Regions from separate parts of the Zea mays genome. Here region 2 is linked to region 1. Evidence: chromatin contacts called from public Hi-C data. All regions are on one chromosome and are shown on one strand. The core of a region is the stretch at or near the end of the contact, and the rest is flanking DNA. Distances in the headings are between cores, read along the strand shown.

Region 1 (4,706 bases), core at 1,131-3,630:
ATCTTTCATCAGCTCCTCCAGGTCCCACTCCCCATGCATGACATTCCTGCTCATGTACTGCTGGCGGGCCCCCTCCCAGTAGACATTATTGCTGCCACTGTTCACTTGGCTGATGGTGTTGGTGGTGTTGTCCTTGGTGGTGGTGTCTGTGACGTTGCTCTCATTGTTGCTCAGTGTCGTGGTAGTCGTAGTATCAGTAGTGTTGCTGCTGCTGTTGTTTTTAGGGTTGTTGTTACCACTTGATGCCATCAAGGTCTGGCCTTGGTCTTGCTCTAGCGCTGCTGACATGGGCTCTAACAGCAGAGGGGGCACACCAAGCATGCCTTCGCCAGATATGAAGCATCCACCGCTTCCTTCCAATGCCACCGTCGTCGTCGTCGTCGTCATTCCATGGTGACGAGGAGCGCTGCCGTAGTAATAACCACCACCGTGCAATGCGGCAACTTGGTGCTTGAACGCTGGCGCCGCGTGGCCATGAAAGAACCCTCCCGTGTCGGCCACAACACCACGGACCTGGTCAGGGAAGGGGACGAGACCTCCATAGCTCCCGCTGGCCACGGCCGCTGCCATCGTCGTCGTCGGCCTCTGAAACTGATGCATTGGCGAGGTCGACGAGGTACAAGAGGAGGATGAGTCCACCATCCACAAACCTGCAGTCGTCGTCGTCATTGCGTGGTGGTGGCCACCGTCCTGATGATCTAGGACGGAAAGATCCGGGCAGCTACCGGCGGCGGCGACCTTGTTATTAGGCTCCGGCGACGCGCAGTCCGTAGCTGCTGGTGACGAAGCTGCCGAGCTGTTCTTGAGCCGCTTCTTGATGGTGGAGTTCCAGAAGTTCTTGATCTCGTTGTCGGTGCGCCCCGGCAACCGGGCAGCAATCTGAGACCACCTGGAATATAATGTCGCAAGTGAGGGTTGATTTCACAGTAAGCAAACGATCGATCCAGGATCTTTCTGTCAGAGAGAAAGTGTCATGCGTACGTACGTACGTCCATTTTTTACATACATACATAAATTGCGCGTCAACATCACGCAGCTAGCTATATGTTTTGATATGCATATAACCGAAAAATGCATGCATGATGCTCAGTAAAGGAATTAACGGGCAGTATCGCTCGAGCTCGATCGGTGTCCTTTTGAGCGACTTTTAGCCTCTATCTAGGTTTTATCAGCCTCATGGACGAAATTTATTCATTTCATGGGAAATAACATCAAACACCACCCAAAAAATAAATCATGCACATATATATGGAATATTATTATTGAAAAATGATGTACTACGTACATGTACACATATATGCACTATTGACATATATTAGTTAGGTCACCGATATATTAATTACTAGCTAGCTTTTAGGTAAATATTCATGCTAATATAATGATGTTAAGTATGGGATCTACCTACGTAAAAACATGCATTTATCAACACCTAGAACAGAAACCAAATAAATAGTTCCTCGCTCCTATAACCTAGCTAAACATTGCACCTTATAGTCGTTAGTAATTTTTGTTTCGGTATATTATATTATATTCTTTTATCCCTTTTACCTCTGCTTGGGGGAATTTCCCTGGATTTTTGTCTTTAAAAAAAATCTTTGACATTAAGAAAAACATAAAACCTAGCGATCACAGTGAATTGCAACTAATTGATCTTCCTACGTGAGTCACAACGTTAACGTATGTGTCACTCATTGTAAGGATGATAGAGGCCCGTATTTTGGCCAGACACATTATAGTGACATGCAATAATTATACTTATAAAGCTATCTCGTCACTCGTTGAAAATTTTCTACTTCACAGGCGCGTGCCAATTTTCTGAGGGCGAGTGAAAACTTCATCTATGTAGGAAATCTGAATGTGAACAATGCAACTACATATGTAGGAGATCTCTAGGCTAGCCAATTCAAAATAGCAAATAAGTTTTTTGATCAACAAAGAACAAAATAAGTTTTAAAAATTGACTGCGAAATAATAAAAGTGTGCTTGCGAAGCGAGATAATCATCAACACCCATAAATTAAAACTCTCCATATATATACTGCAGGTACGTGTATGCTCGCGTATAGCTACCTGTTTCCCAGGATGGCGTGGAGGCTGACGATGAGCTCCTCCTCCTGCGGCGAGAAGGCGCCGCGCTTGAGGTCCGGCCGGAGGTAGTTGATCCACCGGAGGCGGCAGCTCTTGCCGCACCGCTGCAACCCGGCGTTCCGGGCCACATCGCTCCAAGAACCCTGTCCACTCCGCAGCATGTACGCCACCAGCCTCTCGTCCTCCTCCGGCGACCACAGCCCCTTCCGCAGCTTCGCGGCCGCCGCCCCCGCATTGCTGCTGTTCGCCGCTGGGCACTCCGGTTTCCTCATTGCCGTCCTATAGCTGGGTACGACGTACACGTTAGTTATTACCCAGCTAGATAGCTAGCTAGCTGCAGAGATATAGCTAGTGCCGCTAGGGAATGTGCATGTGGCGATCGATCTGGCTGAAAGCAGAGCGGTGTGTAGGTGTCGAGAAGATAACGAGGAAATGGACCTGAGTGTGTGTATATATATTTGATGATGATGATGTGTTCGAGCGTTGTATGGAGTGAGGTGAGGAACGATGAAGGAAGACGAGAGAGAGAGCAGCGAGGCGGGAGGAGGGTGCAGGAGAGAGAGGACATGATGGTGATGGTGATGTGGGTGTGTGTGTGCTTTGCTTAAAATTTGGACAATGAGGAGAGCTGCAGGAAGATCGACAAACAGCGAAATTGCTAGGCTCACACGCCCTCCGCAGTTTTGGAGTTTCGCTTTGGCTTGGGTGCTAGTATTATTGCTCAACTTTCATCTGTTCCAATCAGTGTTCACAATTTCGTTTAGGGTAAACCGAATTTCGTTTTGTTAACCAAAATTTGACTCTTGTAATTTTATACTTTGAATCGGAATCTAGTTTAAACCGGTCCAAAATTCCTTTTTCGCTTAGTAGCGAAAACAAAAAAAATGACCTAGTTTCGGTGATTTCGGAGCGAGAAATTAAACGCTGGTTCCAATTCAGGTTTCAGCACCAATTTAAATTCCTAATAAATAAATAAAACTCACTTTTAATGTGCCGCAATAAACTCATTAGAGGATCATAACTCACAATTTGATATCAGCCCTCTCTAGCACACCAACATATATGCATGGTATGGCGTATTCGGTATGCCCATCTCCTCTTTTCTGTGGCTGCCTCGCCGATGTTGAGGAGTGAGACTCTTCTTCATCTAGTCTAGTCGTAGTAGTTAGAGTTTAGATTAAATAAATTATGCCATATACGCTAATGAATGACATCGTCTTTGTCAATTCCTTGTTATGTCTTCTTTCTTGTAGACAATTCCAATATGAATCTCTATCTAAGCATTCAGTCCACATATTTTCCATAACATTTCTTTTGTAGGATTGATGACATTACTAAGGGGTGAAAACGGTCGGTAAACACTAAAATCATTTCCATTTTCATATTTTTCTTTCGGAAATAAAATCGAAAACGATAACTCAGGAAACGGAAACGACAGCGGTAATTCAGAAACATCGAAAACGAAAGTTCGATACAAAAAACACATCGGTTACGGTCGGGATATAAAATACACCGGTAAAAATCGTAACATGTAACCTCAGTTGACTTAAAAATTCACACAAGTCATAAAGTTTGTAATAATATTTAAATATTCACAAGTTCATAAAGATAAAAGCATACACTACCGGAATCCGAGGCTTTGCCGAGTGTTGCATTCTTTGCCGAGTGCATTTTGTCGGGCACTCGGCAAAGACGGCTTTGCCGAGTGCCGCACTCGGTAAAGTTAGGCTCTCGGCACAGAGCCCCTTTACCGAGTGCTGAACACTCGGCACAGTACGACACTCGGCAACGACAAGTTTGCCGAGTGTCCAACGCTCGGCAAAGAGGGCTCTCGGCAAAGGGCCGTCAACGGCCGTCCCAAAGCTGACGGCCGTCAGTCTTTGCCGAGAGCCAAAGTCTGGCACTCGGCAAAGAGGCTTCTTTGCCGAGTGTCTAACAGCTAGCACTCGGCAAAGCTGCCTTTGCCGAGTGTCATCTTTAGACACTCGGCAAAGTATATTTTTATTTTTTTGATTTTGTCTCCCAAACTTTTTGTGGTATGTTCCTACACTATGTAGACCTACATGTATCATTTGTGGACAATTATAACATAGTTTCAATTGTTAGTAGATTTAGTTCGTTTATTTGAATTTCTTCGGAAAATTCAAATTTGAACTGCAGGTCACTCGAAACTTGGACAACCGTACATGCAAAAATGATATTCATGTTACTTAGCATAAGTTACGACCGATTGCAGGTGCGGACCGGAAACTTCGAGCAACATGCTCACTAAACATGGCCGTGAACTTGGCATCCACATGTTTAAAAATTGTATAAAACCCAAACAAAGTCAGAAAATCATGAAACTTGTCCACATGTCATGATATCATATGTACAGGCTGTGATAAAAATTTTAGAATGTTTGGAGAAAGTTGTGAGACACTATGTGTAGAAACATAAGAGATCCACATTGAAACTCTTTGATTTCATGTGTAGTCCTCTAGGTTTCTATACATAGTGTCTCACAACTTTCTCCAAACATTCTAAAATTTTTATCACAGCCTGTACATATGATATCATGACACGTGGGCAAGTTTCATGATTTTCTGACTTTGTTTGGGTTTTATACAATTTTTAAAC
Region 2 (4,706 bases), core at 582-3,081, 610 kb before region 1:
CTGCTCTTTTGCAAGATCTTGCTGGAGTTTGTTGAACTTAGACGCCTCAGTGCAAGTTACTTTCGCATTGGTCACTGCAGCTCTGAGGGACCAGTTTCAGTCTGAATACACTAGTTCTTATGTGTTGAGCGATCTAGACAACAAGAAATGATTCAATCTTCAAAGGAGGCAGCTGAACTGGGACTGTAAATCGCTCTTCAAAGAGATACTGCTGCTCCGTGCTTGTTTGTTTGGTTAGAGGGGATTAAGAGGATTAAATCCCTTTCTATTTAAAATTAAATAGAAAGAGATTTAATCTCTCTCAATCCACCGGGTGGACTATGAAGCCAAGGCTTTCAACCTCTTTTGATTTATGACTAAAAACAATCTGTTCTAGTTTACTGCCTGGAGCTTTTTTTTTTGTTTCTTGAATCTGTATATCCTTAAGACCTTAACTCTTTCTTTAAGTTCTTAATTTAAGCTATAGGGGCTTCGACTCCTCTAGATCCTTAAAAAAAATTACCAGAGATTAGTATTGATCTGATCCATCCATAACTGTATTAGAGTACCGGAGTAGCCCACAGTGACATACTGACATGATATCACCAGAGTCAGGACTGATGTGATGTAAAATTATTGAAGCAGCTGGAAGCGGTGGAGCGCCGGGCGACCGTCGAGGCCTTTCTTGTCGTAGTGCGCTAGGAACTCCGGGACCGTCACGTTCCTGTACAGCGCCCTTCCCGCGCCGTCGCTGTCGTCCGCGGCGATGAGCTCCGCGATGGGTCCATACAGCCTCGTGGATCTCGCGATGTCCGCGTTGCAGAAGCACGCCACTGACACTCTCGCCGTGTCCCTGCTCCGGTTAGCCACCACCCGGTGCTCCACGCTCTTGAACCGCCCGTTGCTGACCAGCTGGAGAAGGTCTCCGACGTTCACCAGGAGCGCGCCGGCCACCGGAGGCACGTCCAGCCACCTGGATGCGAGGAGCGCCTGCAGGCCGCCCTGCGCATGCGAGTCCTGCAGCAGCACGGTCAGGAAGCTGGGGTCCGAGTGCCTGCTGCAGCCCAGGGTGAGGTCCGGTTCCGGGCACGGCGGGTAGTAGTTGCACACCAGGCTGAGGCCCTCCGCGCACCCCATCCCTGCGAGGTGCCCGGGGCTCAGCCCCAGGGCCTCCGAGAGCAGCCCCAGCACGCGCGCCGCCACCTCCCGCACCGCGCCGCCGTACTCCAGCATCACGTGCCTGACGGCGACCGGCAGCTCCTCCGCCCGCGGCGGCTCCGGCGCTGCCTCGCAGAAGAGCGTGTCGCGCCAGTTGGCCGCCGGCGACTGGAACAGATCGAAGTTGGAGTTGAACCGCACCTTGCGACGTGCGTCCCGCGTGTAGTAGGGCCGCTTCACCTCGTGGGGCTCCTCGTTGAACCGCCTCACCGACGGCAGCATCTCGCACAGGAGCTCGCTGGGAACGCCGTGGTTCACCAGCTGGAAGAACCCCACCGTCTCGGCTGCAGCCTTCAACTGGGCGACCACCTCCTCCCGTGCGACTGCGTCCGCCGCCGAGAGGTCGATGACCGGGATAATGCTAAGACTAGTACTGCTGCTACTGCTAGAGGACGATACCTTCGGCCCTTCCTGAAGGAGATGGCCGCGGAAGATGGCAGGGATGGTCGTGACGCCAGCGTCCACGAGGCCCTTGACGCCGGCCTTGCTGTCGTCGAACGCCTTCAGCTCGCTCAAGCGGTCATAGTCGTCGCCACCACCACCAGCGGCTTCTTCCGTGGGGGACATGGCTACCGGCCGGCGATCGAGGCAAAGCTGGATGGATCAAGATGAGATGTCAGTGTGGTTGTTTGGGTGATTCATCACTTTGTCGGCACAGCTTGGAGCCTCGGACTAATGACCTGTTCTGTTTGGTTCCTTTAGTCATTAGACTATAAATTTTAGTGACTAAAGTTTAGTCGCTAAAGTGTTCCGTTTGTTTTCAATGACTAAACCGGACTAAAGAGCATTAATTGCTGTGAATAATGACTGTTTTACCATTATTAATTAATGAATGTTTGCTATAAGAAGAAAGTAAAGAGGGCAAATAAGGTAAAAATACTACTTTAGTCCCTTTTAGTTATCCCTTGGTGACTAAAGAACTAAAGTTTAGTCATTAATTTTAGTCATCATGTTTGATTCTTTATGGACTAAAAATAACCAAACTTTAGTCACTAAACTTTAGTCATACCAAACCAAACAGGGCCTAAGCCGGGTCCAGCGTAGGAGGCATAACAGGTGACGTGCATTACTCTCTCATACGAATAAAATACTCTTAACATTAGATAAGCATCATTTATCATTTAAATAATTTATTATTATTATTATTTTACATTTTAACTTTTTAACTGTACGGTTGCAAAAAGGTATCTTACAAATTTAATATATCTTTGGATAGTTCTCTCATGCAATTTGACTAAAATTTTTATTGTCTTTATTTTTTTAAACAATGTGGCATAATGATTTTTGTTGTTTTACTTGAATAGATACAAACATAGTCTAGATACGTCTTGAATTGAGAGAATTATTAAAAACTTATCACAAAAGGTCATTAGCTCGCCCAATAATGTATCCATCAAATAGTTATACTATAATTTCTCTCGTGCGAATACAATGCCCTCAATGTCAAAGAAATACTATTTTTAGTTTTAGATTCTTTGTTGTACAATTTTTTTTTCCAAATATATCATGATAAACATTTGCCTTACGATCTTTAACAAACATTGCAGAGTTCATCCATACATTTATGATAAATTTTGCAAGGGATTCATTTTTTTTGCAAGGGATGACAAAACATTGTGCACTGTTCTACCCGACTTGACATAAACATTGTATATGTATACCTTCAGCATAGGATTATTTGTGACTTGATATCACAAAAAATCTTTAGCATACCCTGTAACTTTTTCATCCTCCACCAGTAATAACACCCTCTCGTACGAATAACATGCACTCGACATCGGAGAAACGTCATTTGTGGTTTAAAAGGTGATATATTGTTTGGAATTCTGTATATTCGAACTTTGTTTTGCAATCGTATGGTGGCAAAAAGATAAATTACAACCTTACCTTATGCTTTGATAGTTCTCTCACATAATTTGGTTAAATTTTCCATGGTCTTTATTTTTAAGAAACGATGTGACATAATGATGTGTGGCATTTTACTTTAGAGGACATAAACATCGTCTAGGTATGCCTTGAATAGTGAGAATTATTGGAAATTTGGTACCACAAAAGGTCATTTGCTTGTCCAATAATGTTTCCATCCACTAGTTGTACTCTAATATCCTCTTGTGCCAATACAATGCCCTCAATATCATAAAAACACTATTTTTAGTTTTAAAGTGATCTATTGTTTTAAATTCTTTGTTGTACAACTTTTTTCCGAATATATCATAACAAACATGTGCCTTACGATCTCTAACAAACATTGGAGAGCGCTTCCATATATTTTCGCTAAATTTTCCAAGGACTTCATTTTTTCGCAAGGAATAGCCTAATGTTGTGCGCTGTTCTATACGACTTGACACAAATATTGTATATGTATACCTTCAATATAGGTGATTATTTGGGACTTGACATCACAATTTTTCTAGCATACACTGTAAATTTTCATCCTCCACCAGTATTAAAATACCTTCTCGTGCGAATAGAATGCCCTCGACATCAGAGAAACATCAATTATGATTTAAAAGGTGATATATTATTTTAAATTATTAATTTTCAAACTTTTTTTGCAACTGTATGGTGGAAAAAGGTGCCTTACTGTAACACCCCTAGTGTTACTGGCACTAAAACTTGAGCATAACATCATGTGCATTGACATTTCATGTGGTTGTTACACCTAGAATGCATTCACTAGGTAAAATTTTCAAACAAGTTGTGATGATAAGATTTGATGTGTGATTAACCCTAGGGTAGGATACTTAACCCTGGAATTAGGGCCTATGGATTAAAGTGAGGCCAAAATGAGCAAAAATCTCATAAGCCATGAGAAATGTTCACAAGGTATCAAATATGATGAACTTTAGTGGTACAAAACCCTAATGTGCCCAAACCCTAAAAACAAACCCTAGAAAAGCCTAATTGGAACCCTCAGGGGGTAAATGCAAAATCTATGTACTTTTGGACCAAAGTGCAAATAACCAAGTGATAGAACAGCACAAACTAAGTAACTTTCACATTGGAGAATTTCCAAGTTGTATGATGAAGTTTGGACTTATTTGCAAAAAGTACCCCATGAACAATATATGGTGAAGTCTAAATTTCAGTGGAATGAGGTCAACTTTGGAGCTCTATATCTCTAAATTCTTCAAGATTTTGCCCTAGGTCAACACATCAAATTTGTAGAGCTATGATAGGAGTACAACTTTGTTTAAGGGGTTAAGCATTGGTGACATACAAAATTTGGAGATATGGATCTGAAGTCTGGCTGTCAGACAACCCAGAAACTGAATATTGACTAACAGTGAAGTCAGCTGAACTTTGGGATCAGATTTGAGTATGATTCAATGATTATTTGATTGTGGATGCTATAAAAAAGTTAAAGTGGGAGTATAGGACAACAACTTTGTTATAGAAGGATTAATAAGTTGCCATATAGAAATCAGAGATCAAAGCTCTGCAAAGTGCTCTGTCAGGTACTCTGAATGGGGTTTCCCATTGTACAGTAGACTGAAAAAGATCTTCAG

Evidence for each region. Hi-C and Micro-C count contacts between places; a contact is called where the count stands out from the background.
Region 2: a Hi-C map of tassel shows a contact between it and region 1, with 4 times the contacts expected there. The contact joins the promoter of LOC100192706 here to the promoter of LOC100857076 in region 1. A contact is called at or near these places in 2 of 25 Hi-C or Micro-C datasets (ear and tassel).

What each region holds. Positions count from the first base shown.
Region 1 is chr10:29,057,094-29,061,799 of Zm-B73-REFERENCE-NAM-5.0, reverse strand. LOC100857076 reads right to left here and starts at 2,380. Exons shown (of 2, transcript NM_001254930.1): 1 at 2,070-2,380; 2 at 1-889. The coding sequence starts at 2,359.
Region 2 is chr10:29,667,265-29,671,970 of Zm-B73-REFERENCE-NAM-5.0, reverse strand. LOC100192706 reads right to left here and starts at 1,831. Exons shown (of 1, transcript NM_001348751.1): 1 at 487-1,831. The coding sequence starts at 1,764. The coding sequence ends at 613.